5 separate regions of the Mus musculus genome follow, and regions 1, 2, 4 and 5 are each linked to region 3. A link is a contact called in public HiChIP or PLAC-seq and promoter capture Hi-C data. All regions are on one chromosome and are shown on one strand. Each heading gives the region's core, a stretch centred on a gene start, on an enhancer-like site or on the middle of the called end of the contact. The rest is flanking DNA. Distances are from core to core; before and after follow the strand shown. Region 1 has its middle 25 kb from the start of Mrm1. Region 2 holds the start of 1700109G15Rik (RIKEN cDNA 1700109G15 gene). Region 3 holds the start of Tada2a (transcriptional adaptor 2A). Region 4 holds the start of Znhit3 (zinc finger, HIT type 3). Region 5 holds the start of Taf15 (TATA-box binding protein associated factor 15).

Region 1 (2,700 bases), core at 132-2,631, 670 kb after region 3:
TTGCTGGGGTTCAGGTTTTCTCTCTGGGTCCACTGAGCCCTGACAGTTACAGAGAGACCTACAAGGGTGAAGGGCAGACACTGTGTGGCCAGACATGGCTGCAAACCCTTCATTTCTGTCCTCCCTTGCTGCTCAGATGAAACATTCTGACCAAAAGCCACTTGGGGAGGGAGGGGTTTGTTTGGTTTACACACCAGGTCAGGAACGCAGGGCAGGAACCTGAAGGCAGGAACTGAAGCAGAGGCCATGGAGGAACACTGCTTACTGGCTTGCTCATCTTGCTTTCTTCTACAACCCAGGACTATCTGCCAGGGTTGACACCACACATGGGCTGGGACCTCCCCCATCAATCATTAACCCTCCAAGAAAATGTCCCCAAAGACTTGCCTGTGGGCAATTCTTTATGTGAATTATAGTCACTTTTCAGGTGACTATAGTTTGTGCTGAGTTGACAAAAAAAAAAAAAGCCAGCACAATTTCCAAGGAGGGAAATGCTAAATTCTAATGCAAGATACTCAGGAGGTTGGACCCCACAGTGTGAGCAGGCTTTGGAGATTGCTGAGAGCCATGGAAGCTTCCACACCCTCCATCCCCAACCCCCCACTCCATCAGTTACACAGTTACATCAGTTACAACAGTGTTTTGGGGGACCTGCAGGCAGGAAGGGATGCAAAATAGAGAACAGGGTCACAGGCTCCTGAGGGTGGCTTTGTGTGAATAATCCTATTTAAGTCTCCTCCAAACTCTGAAGCCGACTGTTAAGATCCCCAAACACCAAAGACAAAAAAAAAAAAAAACACATGTCTCAGTGGATCACCCAAGGACACATGGCTAAGACAGCTAAATAGGACAAAACCTCCCAGACCTCTGAGGCCCATGTCTGTGTCTTGCCCCTGGAGCAAGGTTGGACCTTCCCCTCATTCCCTCAGACTTCCTCAGGCACACACAGCCCAAGTCTCTCAGGACAAGACCAACAAGACACCCTGGGTTCACAGCAATCAGGAAGAGGATAGCGTCTCCACACCAGATAAGCTGCTTAGCCTAGCTCCACAAATGTAGACCCTCTTCGTTCCCCCCACCCACCCTCTTCTCGCTCCTTCCCTTTCTCCTCCATCCTTTTCCCTCTCCCCTCCTCTCCCGCTGATTTCTGTGTCCTTCCCACTGCTGCTGTTTAAGACCTAAAAACACTGGGCTTCACAAGTCGTGGATCAGTGATGCCCAGCCCCCGGTCCCGAGCTTGGCATCTATGTCCAGGTACCCTTGGCGTAGTTCTAGCCCTGGGTTTCAGGCCCAGTGAGACCGCCTTCCTCCTAAGCTGTGCCCACCCTGCCCACTGACCGCGGCGCATCTGAGCATTGACCAGTATCAGAGCGCCACCTAGTGCACCTGGCAGGCAGCTCCAGCTCAGAACCCAGCCTGCACATTGTCTCCGTGAGTGGGATGCTACTCAGGGCGGAAGGGCGGAAGAGGAAGGACTACTAGCCTGGGACACATCTTTACAAAGGACCCTAATGTAGACCTCTCGCATGACATTAAGATGATAGTGCTCCTTCAGTCACGGAGCCCCCAAGATGCAGTGAGCAACCCTTTCCATTGAAAAGCTTTGTTCTGGAGTGGGTGAAACGACTCAGTGTGGAAAGGCACTTGTCACCAAGCCTGGTGACCTGAGTCTCGTTCCTGGAACTGAGATGGTGAAAGAAGAGAACCGACTTGCAGGAGTTGACCTCTGACCTCCACACATAAATAAATAAATAAATAAATAAATAAATAAATAAATAAAGGCAATTAGTGTGTTGTGTATGTGTCCCACCCTCCCATACACACAAATAAATAAATGTACTTTTTTTTAAAAAAATAAATCAATTTCTTTTCCCCATTTTCTCAGTCACAATGTATCCCTAACAAAAGCCCCAACTTTACCACTGACTAAGGCTTAAGATGAATTTTCTGATCTCTGACCAACAGTGTGTTGTTTTGTTTATTGGTAGAAAAATAAATTTCCAAGTGGCCCAAATTTTGACAACCCCCTTTGGCAAGCCTTTATCTTAACAAGAGACTCAAATAACGAACATGGGTGTTGTTTCTCAGTCATTCTGACAATGTCTACTGAGCGATGAGACCAGACAGTAAGGCCAAGCAGATCTGAGTTTGAAGCCTGACTCCATGTCCAGGGTGTGACTTTGACAAACTCACTCAGTGCTTGTGAGCCTCATGGTTCTCATCTGTAAAATGGGGCTGTAATGAGAGTCTTGGAAGATAAGGGATGTGATGTTGTGTACTCCACCACTGAGCTGGGGAACATGTCAGCCACTGGTCAGAACACCAGTAATTGCCATTCTGATCCTTCTTTGTCCCTACGGGCCTCCTTGCCCAGTCACCGCACCCTCCCCCTTACATGGGTGGCCACCACTGTCTAGCTGTCAGAGTTCCTGTTGCAGTAGGTTCTCCATCTCTATCTTCTGCAGGTATTTAATTCCCTCACCCCACCCCTGACCTCTGTAGCTCCACTTTTCCTCTCTGGAAACCCTGACCAGCACTGAGCCCACAGCAGGATTTGTTTTTCTTAGGACAGCCGATACAGAGGACCCAGGTTTCAAGTTCCATCAAGGTACCTTTTCACTTGGCTTGGAGTGCTGTGTGCCTGTAATCTCAGCATTGGGGAAGCCACGGAAAGAGAATCTCAAGTTTGAGGCCATCCCA
Region 2 (2,700 bases), core at 90-2,589, 590 kb after region 3:
GACCATTGCAGCAGGATGGTTAATGTTAAGGAAAAAAGTCTCTCTCTATACGTGTACTTATATATGTGGGTTTGGGAAATTTTTACTTCATAGATCTCTGACTGGCGAAGAGAGTGACGGGAGTGGAGGGAGGTGGCAGGGGATTTGTCCTGTGATCCTTCACTATTAAGAGTTTAACTCAGGGCTCAGCGGGTAATGGCACTTGCCACCAAGCCTGATGACCTGATGACCCAGAGCCCACATGGTGGAAGGAAAGAACAGACTCCTACAAGTCGCCCTTTGACCTCCACATGTGAACTGTGTGTGTGTGCGCACACACACACACACACAGGTTAATAAAAAAGAAAGAAAAAAAAACTAAAATAAAAAAGAATTCAAACTAAGAGGAGGCTCTAGTGTTTACTGTGTGTGGTGGTTTTGGGGGGAAAACTGGCCCCCATAAGCTCATAAGAAGTGTCACTATTAGGAGGTGTCTTCTTGTTGGAGTGGGTGTGGCTTTGTTGGAGGAAGTATGTCTCAGTCTCTTCCGGCTACCTTCTGATCCAGATGTAGAACTCTCAGCTCCTTCTCCAGCACCATGTCTGCCAGGGTGCCTCCATGCTCCCACCAGGATGATAATGAACTGAACCTCTGAATCTGTAAGCCAGCCCCAATTAAATGTTTTTTTTTTTCCTTTATAAGAGTTGCCTTGGTCATGGTGCCTCTTCACAGCAATGAAACCCTAACTAAGACACTGTGTAACTTGGAGCAAATTACTTAACTGTTCCAAACTTCAGTTCCCCCATCTATAATACAGAGCTAACAACAACTTTACATACCTCATCAGGTTGCTGAGAAGATGTGCTGAAGTTATATAGTTACTCAGAACTCCCTTTGTTCCGAGTTCAGTACACAGTAGGCCTTCAAATGTCACTTCTCCTTTTACTGTGATTACAATCAGCAACTCCACACATAAATACTCTTGTTAACAGCTGTGCAAAATAATAAATAATGCATGTAAAAGAGTGGACACATAGCCAGTTGGTGGTGCTGCACACCTTTAATCTCAGCACTTAGGAGGCAGAGGCAGGCAGATCTCAGAGTTTGAGACCAGCCTGTTCTTCAGAACTAGTTCTGGGACAGCAAAGGCTACGCAGAGAAACTCAGTCTAGAAAAACAAAGCAAAACAAAACAAAACAGAACAGAACAAGAGCTGATGTGTAAATAGCAAGAGCATCCAACGGGAAGGAAGAGAGGGAGGAAGAGAGGGAGGAAGGAAGTAGGGGCTAATGTTGCTCAAGTTGGTACTGGTACCTTCTCCTATAACCACTCTGAACCCTCTGAAGTATCTGGTCTCCCCTAAGTGGGCTCCACCTTTCTCAAAGGCGATGACAATACCCTCTGTGACCAATGAGAGTCCCTCCCCAGGGCCCAGAACAGAGTAATTGCTCAGAGTTCTGCCATATTGCATCACAGTTTGTAGAATGCTTGCTTACCATACACAAAGCCCTGAGTTTGATCCCCAGAATGCACCATATAAACCAGATGTGGTAGTGCACATTTATAATCTCAGCACTCAGAAGGTGGAGGCAGAAGAACCAGAAGATCATGAGTGTCCTCAGAAACATATGAAGTTTGAGGCTAACCTGGAATACATGAGACTCTGTCCAAAAAAGAAAAAGAAAGAGAGAGGAAGAAGAAGAGGAAGGAGGAGGAGGAAGAAGAGGAGGAGGAGAAGAAAGGAGGAGGAGGAGGAGGAGGAGGTGGAGGAGGAGGAGGAGGAGGAGGAGGAGGAGGAGGAGAAGGAGGAGAGGGCTAGAGAGATGGCTTAGCAGTTAAGAGCACTGACTGTTCTTCCAAAGGTCCTGAGTTCAAATCCCAGCAACCACATGGTGGCTCACAACCATCTGTAATGGGATCCGATGCCCTTTTCTGGGGTGTCTGAAGACAGCTACAGTGTACTAACATATAATAAATCAATAAAAAAAATTTTTTGAAAAGAAAAAAAAAAGAAGTAGAAGTAGAAGAGGAGGAGAAGAGCTCTTGAGTGTCATGAATCCCAATATCCAAACCTTGGCTCTTTCTTCCCAGCTGATCTCAGGCTGGGACATCATCCACTGAAACCTCTGAGCCTTAGCTTCCTTACTAGTCTGATAGTCTGATAGTACTTATGAACCTCATAAGGACATTGACAAGATCAAACAAGGCAGCATGTGGGAACACCAGACTCCAGTAGAGTTGTTCAATAGAGTTGACTCCTGGATGGGCCTCCCCCTGCTGGCGTAACAGAGATGGCAATGGAAAATGCCCACTGAGTCTTGCTGTCTAACCTACCCATGCTTGTCAGATACTGCCCTAAGAATCTTACATGTACCACATTTTTATCCTTTATAATCTTATTTGTTTCTTTCCCCCATGTAATTAGCCTTAATTCACAGATGGGGAAACTGAGTCTGAAAGCAGGGAAGAAACGCTCCTAAGGTCACAGAGCAGGAAATAGCAAACCAAGGACATGAGGCCAGACCTGTCTTATTCTTGAACACAAGCTGGTCATTGTTCTCCTTGGAGCAGCATGAAAGTGTGTGTGTGCGTGCGCGTGCGCATGTGTGTGTGTGTGTGTGTGTGTGTGCGCACTCCGTATCATCTATGAACAAAGTGCACGGGTGTGCAAGGCCTCAGATTTCCCCCTTCCCAAACACACACACTTAACTTTGTCAAATA
Region 3 (2,700 bases), core at 34-2,533:
CCCCCCCCTTTTGTTTTTAAAGATTTATTTATTTTATTTATATGAGTACATTGTAGCTGTCCTTAGACCCACCAGAAGGCATCAGATCCCATTACAGATGGCTGTGAGCCACCGTGTGGTTGCTGGGATTTGAACTCGGAACCTCTGGAAGCGCAGCCAGTGCTCTTAACCGCTGAGCCATCTCTCCAACCAAAATAGGTTTTTCACGTTGACATTTTTAGCTTGGGGACTGACATACAAAGTATATGCAATGCTTAGATAAGAAGGCTGAGGGTCAAACTTTAGGCTATTTTGGGTAGGGGTGAGTTTTTACTCTATTTCCAAGAAAAATGATCTTTGAAGAACGTTGTGGCTCAGTAGTTCAGTTGTAGGGTGTTTTAGCAAGGATGCTTTATATTCACACTCCAGCATCCATTGAGCAAACAAACCCAGTACTCCAGAGGTACAGACAGTACGATCAGTTCATGGAAACTCTTGGCTACATTAAGTTCAAGGTTAGCCCAAGATACATGAGGCTGACTAAAAAAAAAAATTAATTAAAAAAAAAATTAACAAAGGCATATGTCAGGTACTAAATGTAATCTTAGTACGGGGACTATATCTTGGAATCCTAACAATCTCCTGACATAGGCTGTTTTCCCCAAGAAAATGAAGCGCTAAAGATTGGGGTATTTGCACAATGTTTTTACAGCCTGGTGAACAGCAGGGCTCTATCAAGACCTTTACAGTGGCAAAGATTCTACAGTACGTTCTGACAAACACTTCACATTGCAAAGCACAATGCTGCAGAAAGCAAAATCCTCCTTCCTCTCCTTCCTTAGAAGACCACGCAGTGACACTAACATCCTTGAGAGATGGGCTACATTTAAATTAATTACAAGAGGGATCAGGGAAGGCATGGAGGGGCAGGATCCCATGAGCACAGGGGAGCCGCGGGCTTGGCAGTTGTGCAGTTAACATCCTTAGAGCTGCACGGTCTTGGGCAGGTCACTGTAGCCGGGCCTCGACCGCAAAACAGTGCTAAACACTGGGGCGCGGAGACCCACGTGGGGGTTCGGCGGGTCAGGTGGGCCGGGGCCGTGCTCCACCGCCCAGCCGGGAATACGGAGCTGCGGCACCGCCAGCCGCCGGGGGGAGGGGCTCGGGACTCGCCCGGCCGCGCCAACCTCCCCCGCCGCGTGGCCCCGCCGCGCCAGCCGGCACCTCGTGACCCCGCGTGCCCTCGCTCCCGCCGCTCGGCCCCGCGCCTCACCTCGCCACGTCCCGCACCTCGGCGCCGAAGAGCCCGCCGCTGCGCGCGCTGTGCAGACTCTGCGTGCGCGCCGCGGCCTGCGTGCGCGGCCTCGACTCACGTGCGCGGTCCCGTGCCGCGAGCACGCCGAGGCGGTCCCGCCTCCTCCAGTCTGGCAGCGGGCGGGTCCCGGTGGCGCCGCCCCGGGATGGGGAGCGTGGTACCTGGCTGCTAGTCGGTGGGCTCTGAAGTCTGACCTGCTGTCACTTTCTCCGTCGCCACAAGCGGCCCGGTGGCATGTGCTAAGGCGGCTTCCGCTGTTTCAGTCTAGATTTTTTTCTTAACAGTCCCATTCCAATTCTTTTGCAAGCAAAGAAACTGAGGCTGCCCAGGCTCTGGACTGGAGGATGACGAGCCCCGGGCGCATCATGCCACTCATGGATTACCCGGACTGAATGACTTGAGGGGTGAAGAGGGTCCTTTTTATTCTGATGCTTCTGGGACGTCGAAATTGCCTTCTCTGGAAAGACCCATCCCCTGCCTGGGCTTCAGAGGCCCACATGGAAACGCAGTGATGATGTGGTGGTCCACTCTGATGTCACTCTTGAGGGCTAGGTATGTCCCAACATCTCTTATTACTAATAGTATAGATTCTTATAAGAGCTTCCATTTGTGGAGTCCTTCAATACTGCATGCCAGGCATTGTACAAAGCGGGTTACACATAAGGGTTCGTCTAAAACAACTTTCTGAGGGAGGCACTGTTACTGTCCTCATGGTCCAGCATTGAAATATATAACTTAGGATCACAGTGCTACCAAGTGTTGGGGAAGAGCTCTATTCCAACCCATGGCTTGATCTTAACTATTATGCTGTATATCTATTTAAAAATCTGTTTCATAGATTTGCCCAATTTCTGTTGGAATTCATTTATACGATATCTGCCCGTGTGGCATCTTGATTTGTTTTTTGGTACACAGGTAATATAAGTCTATTGTTAAAATAAAAATAAAATCTGCAGCTGGGTGCAATTAGTGGCTCACATCTGTGATCTCAACACTTGGAGAGTGCAGGACAATTGCTTTGAGATTGAGATCAATCTGGGCTACAGAGTAAGAGATCTGTCTCAAAAAAAAAAAGAGTAGTAAAGAAAAAACATTAAAAATTCACATGTGAAAGTCATCCCCACCACGTTAAATAAACAGTTGATGCTATAGAGTACTTCACATTTACTGACTCTCCAAATCCATTCATTTCACAAAAGCACAACGAACAGCCACTTCCCTGGGTGCTGAGAATTTGGTAGTGAGCGAAGTATATGCTCTTGCACATAAGGTTTGTGTATTTTATATATAAGCAATAAAATATAAGTATGTTGCATATTAATATATAAGTAACAAATATTTTTAAATGCCTCATAATGTGGTTTTATGGGAAATAAATCAGGATCCAGATATAACAGTGATAGATT
Region 4 (2,778 bases), core at 85-2,584, 790 kb after region 3:
TAACCAGTTCTGGTGGCTCCTATAATCCTAGCATTTGAGGATGACAAAGCATGATCATGATAGATAGGCCAGCCTGAACTACATAAAAAAAAAAAAAAAAGAGCCAGTCTCAGCTGGGCCGTGGTGGCTTGTGCCTTTAATCCCAGCATTAGGAAACTAAGGCATGGGGATTGTGAGTCTGGGAGGAGTATAGAATATATAGTTCAGCCAGGCGTGGTGGTGTACGCCTTTAATCCCAGCACTCGCGAGGCAGAGGCAGGCAGATCTCTGAGTTCGAGGCCAGCCTGGTCTACAAAGTGAGTTCCAGGACAGCCAGGGCTACACAGAGAAACCCTGTCTCGAAAAACAAACAAAAACAAAAACAAAACAAAAAAAGGAATATATAGTGAATCTGAGATACTCTTTCTCAGCACAAAATAAAACAGCACTTGGGAGGCAAGAGGCAGGCAGATCGCTATGAATTTGAAGCCAGCCCGGTCTACAGAGCGAGTTCGAAGGCAGCCAGAAACCCTTTATTGAAAAGCAAACAAAGAAAGAAGGAAAATGAAAGAAGAAAAAGAACCAGCCGGGCGTGGTGGCTCACGCCTTTAATCCCAGCACTCGGGAGGCAGAGGCAGGCGGATTTCTGAGTTCGAGGCCAGCCTGGTCTACAGAGTGAGTCCCAGGACAGCCAGAGCTACATAGAGAAACCCTGCCTCGGAAAAAAAAAAAAAGAGGAGGAGGAGGAGAACCTGTCTCAAAATACCACACACAGAAAAAGAAAATTTCTCCTATTGTAAATAATAAACAACCATATTTTAAAGACAACCATTGCTGGCTAATTGACCTCAGCCAAGGCAGTTTCTGCGATAGTGAGGGGCTACACTAGAATGTCAAGATGAATAAATAGCTAAGACTTTTCCCAAGAAAGCAGCTGACTTGCTTTGGATTATTTGAGACAGGGTCTCAGTCTGTAGTCAGGCTGGCTTTGAACTGGCGGGAATCCTCCCGCTTCGGGTTCCTGGGGGCATGGGGCCTGTACGGTACAAAGAAGGAGCAAGGGCTGCGACGGTGTCCCGGGGTCTTACCTTTGTGCTTCTGAAAACAGGGGACCGAACAGCTGTAATGAGACAGACAGGCTCAGGTCAGCACGATCAGCACGAGCGGCCGCAGCACGTACCCCTTGCCCGCAGCCGCCGCCCGCAGCCCGGCCTCCCTCCGAACCCACTACCCGCTCTGGCTCACTAGGGCACGCGGCAAGTCGGGCAACGGTATTTCGGCTTCTCCAAACAGACCACACAGACCGCAGTCCTACAATTCAGCGACGCCATGACTTCCCAGAAGACACCCGCGCTCACTCTTTTACCTAAACAAGGGCCAATCACAGCGCTCCGCACTCATTGGCAGTCAGAAGCAATGGATTGATCCTGTTCTCTATTCTAGGCCTCACCTGTAGAGTGTCGATACAGTAGATGTGCATTTAGAGCTGCTGCGTCAAGGATTTTTTTCCTCTGATTAGATCAGGCCACGGAACTCAGGATTTTTCTGCCTCTGCATCCCTGACACTGACATCACAAGTGTGCACCACCATGCCTAATCAAAGACATTAAAAAAAAAAAAAAACTGTATACGTGTGCGCCTGTGCCGGGGTAAATGATGTCCCTGCCCCAAGAGAGACCAGAAAAAGATATCAGATCCAATGGAGCTAGAGATAGGCGGGTTTGAACTTCCTACTGTGAATGTTAAGACTCAAACTCTGTAACAGCATCTAGCGGTCCTTACTGCTAAGCCACTTCTCCCAGCCCAAAAGACATTTGAGGCTGAGCTGCTGACAAATGCTTGTTGAACCCCGACTGTGAGTTCTACAATGTCCAGACACTGGGGATGATTGGAAGACGGTCTCTTCCCTAGGAGCACAAGGCTTGAAGTGAAAACAGAATGGGGAAAGGACTAAGGAAGAGACTGGAATTTTAGTGTCAAGCCGTGCATTTGCACGACTCTGAAAATGAGCCTGTAGGTTTTCTTGTGCTTCATGCCACTACAAGCCATGGTGGAGTTGACTGACTGCAGAGCAGATCAGTGGCTAGGCTAAAGGAATCCAGGCTAATGAGTCAGAATAGATGGGCTATGACTAACCTTGAAGGCTACTATAGACTTTAGTTATAGACAAAATCGTGGAGTCAGTTGTGTTAAGGTCTGAGACCCTGTTGCAGGGTGTGTCACCAGGCCCTACTTGGAATCCTGTTTTCTTTAAGAAACTTGCTCCTCTCTGAAGCTCTGAATTTGGTCTAACCTAAACTCCAGCTTCCAGGACCTTAAATCATGTTCCTCTCCCAAATGCCTCCTCCTCATCTATGTGGCCCATTCAGGCTCTAGGGTCCTTTGTTGATTTGTTTGTTTGTTTTTGTTTTTGTTTTTGTTTTTAAGACAGGGTTTCTTTGTGTAACCCTGGCTGTCCTGGAACTCATGCTGTATACCAGGCTGAGCTTGAACTCACAGAGCCGGCCTGCCTCTGTTTCCACCAGCCCTGCTCTAGGGTCCCTGTTAATAAGTGTGCGCATGAGCATCTGTGCCTGCTGAGATGGAGCTGCTGCAAACTAGGCAGTGCCTGGAGCCCTGACTCCCACTCTTTGAGTGTCTTAGAGGGCTTGGTTGCTACCTGAGCCCTTTTATCAATTAAAGTGGATGTCCAGACCTAAATTCTTGAGCTATTGAAAGACAAATGGAAATCATACATATATATTTTTTAACCTGTAGCTGGCAAAAGGGTTATTTCCATGATACTCGGAAGGAGTCTAA
Region 5 (2,700 bases), core at 49-2,548, 660 kb before region 3:
TTCTAGTACTGGGCCATGCTACCTCAATTGGTTTTAAAAATTATCAGTGCTGGGAATTGAGCCCAGGGACTCAAGCATGTTAGGCCAGGCTTGGATCACTGAGCAAAATTCTTAGTCTCGCTTCTCTCTCCCACTTTTAGGCACCTCGCAACTCCAACCTATTCTTCATTCTACAGCTGGAAAATACATATCTAATCTCCACCTTTTGAAGTTCTCTAGTGGGTGGATCCACCACCTTCAGGACAAAGTTCAAACTAAGAGGCCTCAGCTATATACCCTCCTACTTTTCTGGCAAGTTCAACTTTTCTCCCCTGGAGGCTACACTTCAAACATATCAAATTACTTGTTCTACACCAAGTCTGGACAGATCTTTTGCCCAATTCAACTTGAATAACTCATCACCCAGGTCTTCGTTCAGGTGTCACTCACTCGGGGAAATGTCCTTGCAGATTCTCGAGTTTTCCAAGCCCTTTTCCCAACTGAGCTTACTCTACGGCTTTCCGGTAAAACCCCTTAGCAACAGGGTCTGGTTACCAGGCTTCAAAATTCCACCTTTGCCCTTGGTTAGCCTCAGGCTATCCGGCTGTATCCGCAACTGGGGGAAACTATTTCATCAGTCTGTTGTGCGAATTAAATGAGATGATGTAAGGCGCTGACAATTTAAGAGTTAGCTGTTACAGAGGACTAAGAAAGATCCATTCCCGTGTCTCCTTATTCCCGGAGCCAGTTATGCGCGTGACTTAGACTGAAGTCACATTTTTGTTCTGGTCTCACTTCGATTTTTTTATTGGACAAGGTGGTTATAACAGCCCCGGAGGCGATCAGGTATGGAGCTTGTCACGACTTTCGTTCCGCTCGCTGCCCAGACTCGGGACGCCCCCAAGTGGTTCAAGTTCTGCAGCAAGAGCCCGAGCGAGGCCGACCACACCATTCCCGATTTTAAAGGAAGAATCGACTTTCCCAGGCATTAAGTTCTTATTTATAAAAGGGGAGCCTCGTCTTTCGCTTCATAGCTTCAAAGTCTACCAGACCCGGTAAAACTAGAACTGGGGTTGTGAATGGGGCGGAGCGAGCTGGCTCGCTTTCCTCCCCTAGCCCCAGGAGGGCATTGGTACTTTCCTCTCTCAATTCCCTCTCAATAATGGTACGGTCGCGGAGGGGAGATCCGGGAGGACTCTAAGGCTCGGCGGAACGGAGTGGCGTGGAATCACCCCTCCGGCTTCGGCGCAGTGGTATCGCCTGCCGCGCGCTGATTGGCTGCCGAGGGCCCGCAGTCGGCCTCAGCCCGCCGCGCCGCCCTCAGAGCAGCTCCAGCAGCCGCGCCGCCTGGCTTTTCGTTTTCCTTGTTCTCCGCGGGCCGTGGCGGGGCTCCGCGCCGCGGCTGTTAGTCATGTCGGGTAGGTGACTCCGTCAGCGAGCAGCGGCAGCGGCGAGAAGGGGTCCGGTGGGTTCTGGCCGTCTTCCCGCCCACCGGAGGGCCGCGAGGGAAAGACTCCGGCCTGAGGGAGGCTGGGGTGGGGGGAGGGAGGGGGGCGGCCGCGTCGCCGCCATGTTGGACCGGAGGCACGCACGCTCCCAACGCTCCCTGGCTACAAATCACGGCGGGAGCGCCCCGGAGCTCTTTTGATCCTGCCCTTGGAACCTGGGGAGATGAGCAGCTCCCCGGGGAGGGTGTGTGTGAGTTGGGGGGGGGGCGGAGGCCCGTCTACGCCATCGTAAGGGCGGGGGGAGCCGAGATCTGAGCATCAGCCTGAGGACTGGGGGCTTCGGGTCCTCCGCGCCGACTCAGATCTCTCAGCGAGGCCTCCGGCCGGTCGTCTCGCCACCTCGTTCCTCTGTTTCCCCATCCGAGAAGTGGAGCTGGGCCTTCCTGACTCACCCATTCATCAGGTGGGAGTCTTACGCTCTGGGAGCCCTTTTCGAAGCACTTTGCCTTACCCGAAGTCGCGCTACGGTCATTCCCTCTGCTGTAACCATTGGGGTTGCGGGGCGGTGTTTGTTTATTGGGCTTCACCTTTGTACTCCCTCCTCCACTTGTTAATCTCCTGAACTTAGAATTAAGCCTTGCCAGTTACTGACGAGCACTTTTAGGTCTTCGTGGCATTTCCCTTAAGACTTTAGAGACCAAGGACAGCGTCTTCCTCAAATTAGTATTTATAGAGGCCACTGCTGTGTGGAAGTGAGGCTTTCCCCCCTCCGGACAGGCAGTCTGGGTCCTGTTAAACCAGAACTTAAAAGTCCTCTGAATTCTAACAGTTCCAGTTGACCACATAAGGTCCTTTCTTTGGGCTACACTTACAGGTGGCAAAGACAGACCCAGAACGAGAGTTCTTTACTTCTGAGGAAAACATTGCCTAAAGCCATATGGCTGAGATGACATAATGACTTTGGTAGTTTTTCACCTACTTATGAGAGAAAGGATCTCATGAGGTATCCTTGGCTCAACTGGAACTCGATATGGAGTCCAGGCTGGCCCCAAACTCACAGATCCACCTAACCGCTGGCACTAAAGGTGTGCACCACTATGCTTGGAAGATTTGCCCTTTTATTAATTAATTGGCAATCCTTTTCTAAAGGTTTTCCCAGTCCACCTGGAGGGATGTGTATGATCAAATCTGCAATTGGAGAAGATTCAAAAGGAGCGAGAAAGACGGGACAGAGAATGATGGTCTTCCCTCAGATTAGCAATGATACTGAGGA

What was found. Promoter capture Hi-C pulls out the DNA fragments that hold promoters and counts their contacts. HiChIP or PLAC-seq counts read pairs in DNA pulled down with a chosen protein or histone mark.
Region 1: a contact with region 3 is called in a promoter capture Hi-C map of embryonic stem cells, with 4 times the contacts expected there. The contact joins the enhancer-like site here to the promoter of Tada2a in region 3. A contact is called at or near these places in 8 of 39 promoter capture datasets (the 3T3-L1 cell line, the C10 cell line, cranial neural crest and 3 more), 1 of 15 datasets of contacts at CTCF or cohesin (large pre-B cells), 3 of 484 Hi-C or Micro-C datasets (the G1E-ER4 cell line, bone marrow-derived macrophages and embryonic stem cells) and 9 of 115 datasets of contacts at active chromatin or transcription factors (embryonic basal ganglia, embryonic forebrain, embryonic hindbrain and 6 more).
Region 2: a contact with region 3 is called in an H3K4me3 HiChIP or PLAC-seq map of bone marrow-derived macrophages, with 5 times the contacts expected there. The contact joins the promoter of 1700109G15Rik here to the promoter of Tada2a in region 3. A contact is called at or near these places in 6 of 39 promoter capture datasets (embryonic stem cells, frontonasal cranial neural crest, hippocampal neurons and 3 more) and 1 of 115 datasets of contacts at active chromatin or transcription factors (bone marrow-derived macrophages).
Region 4: a contact with region 3 is called in a promoter capture Hi-C map of embryonic stem cells, with 2.3 times the contacts expected there. The contact joins the promoter of Znhit3 here to the promoter of Tada2a in region 3. A contact is called at or near these places in 3 of 39 promoter capture datasets (embryonic stem cells, hippocampal neurons and pre-B cells) and 2 of 115 datasets of contacts at active chromatin or transcription factors (astrocytes and stem cell-derived neural progenitor cells).
Region 5: a contact with region 3 is called in a promoter capture Hi-C map of liver, with 2.9 times the contacts expected there. The contact joins the promoter of Taf15 here to the promoter of Tada2a in region 3. A contact is called at or near these places in 5 of 39 promoter capture datasets (the 3T3-L1 cell line, hippocampal neurons, liver and 1 more), 1 of 484 Hi-C or Micro-C datasets (embryonic stem cells) and 1 of 115 datasets of contacts at active chromatin or transcription factors (embryonic stem cells).

Annotation. Positions count from the first base shown.
Region 1 is chr11:84,793,305-84,796,004 of GRCm38.p6, forward strand. No RefSeq gene overlaps it. Among named protein-coding and RNA genes, the nearest start is that of Mrm1, 25 kb to the right of the region's middle. Within about 2 kb of position 1,382, at least 21 of the 459 cell types and tissues checked have an H3K27ac peak or open chromatin away from gene starts, as enhancers often do.
Region 2 is chr11:84,719,093-84,721,792 of GRCm38.p6, forward strand. It overlaps 1700109G15Rik (RIKEN cDNA 1700109G15 gene), which reads right to left and starts at 1,340. Exons shown (of 3, transcript NR_046197.1): 1 at 1,294-1,340; 2 at 819-971.
Region 3 is chr11:84,128,285-84,130,984 of GRCm38.p6, forward strand. It overlaps Tada2a (transcriptional adaptor 2A), which reads right to left and starts at 1,284. Exons shown (of 16, transcript NM_172562.3): 1 at 1,253-1,284. It also overlaps a transcript of Acaca not described here.
Region 4 is chr11:84,915,032-84,917,809 of GRCm38.p6, forward strand. Znhit3 (zinc finger, HIT type 3) reads right to left here and starts at 1,335. Exons shown (of 5, transcript NM_001005223.3): 1 at 1,225-1,335; 2 at 1,068-1,099. The coding sequence starts at 1,310.
Region 5 is chr11:83,471,810-83,474,509 of GRCm38.p6, forward strand. It overlaps Taf15 (TATA-box binding protein associated factor 15), which reads left to right and starts at 1,299. Exons shown (of 16, transcript NM_027427.3): 1 at 1,299-1,397. The coding sequence starts at 1,391.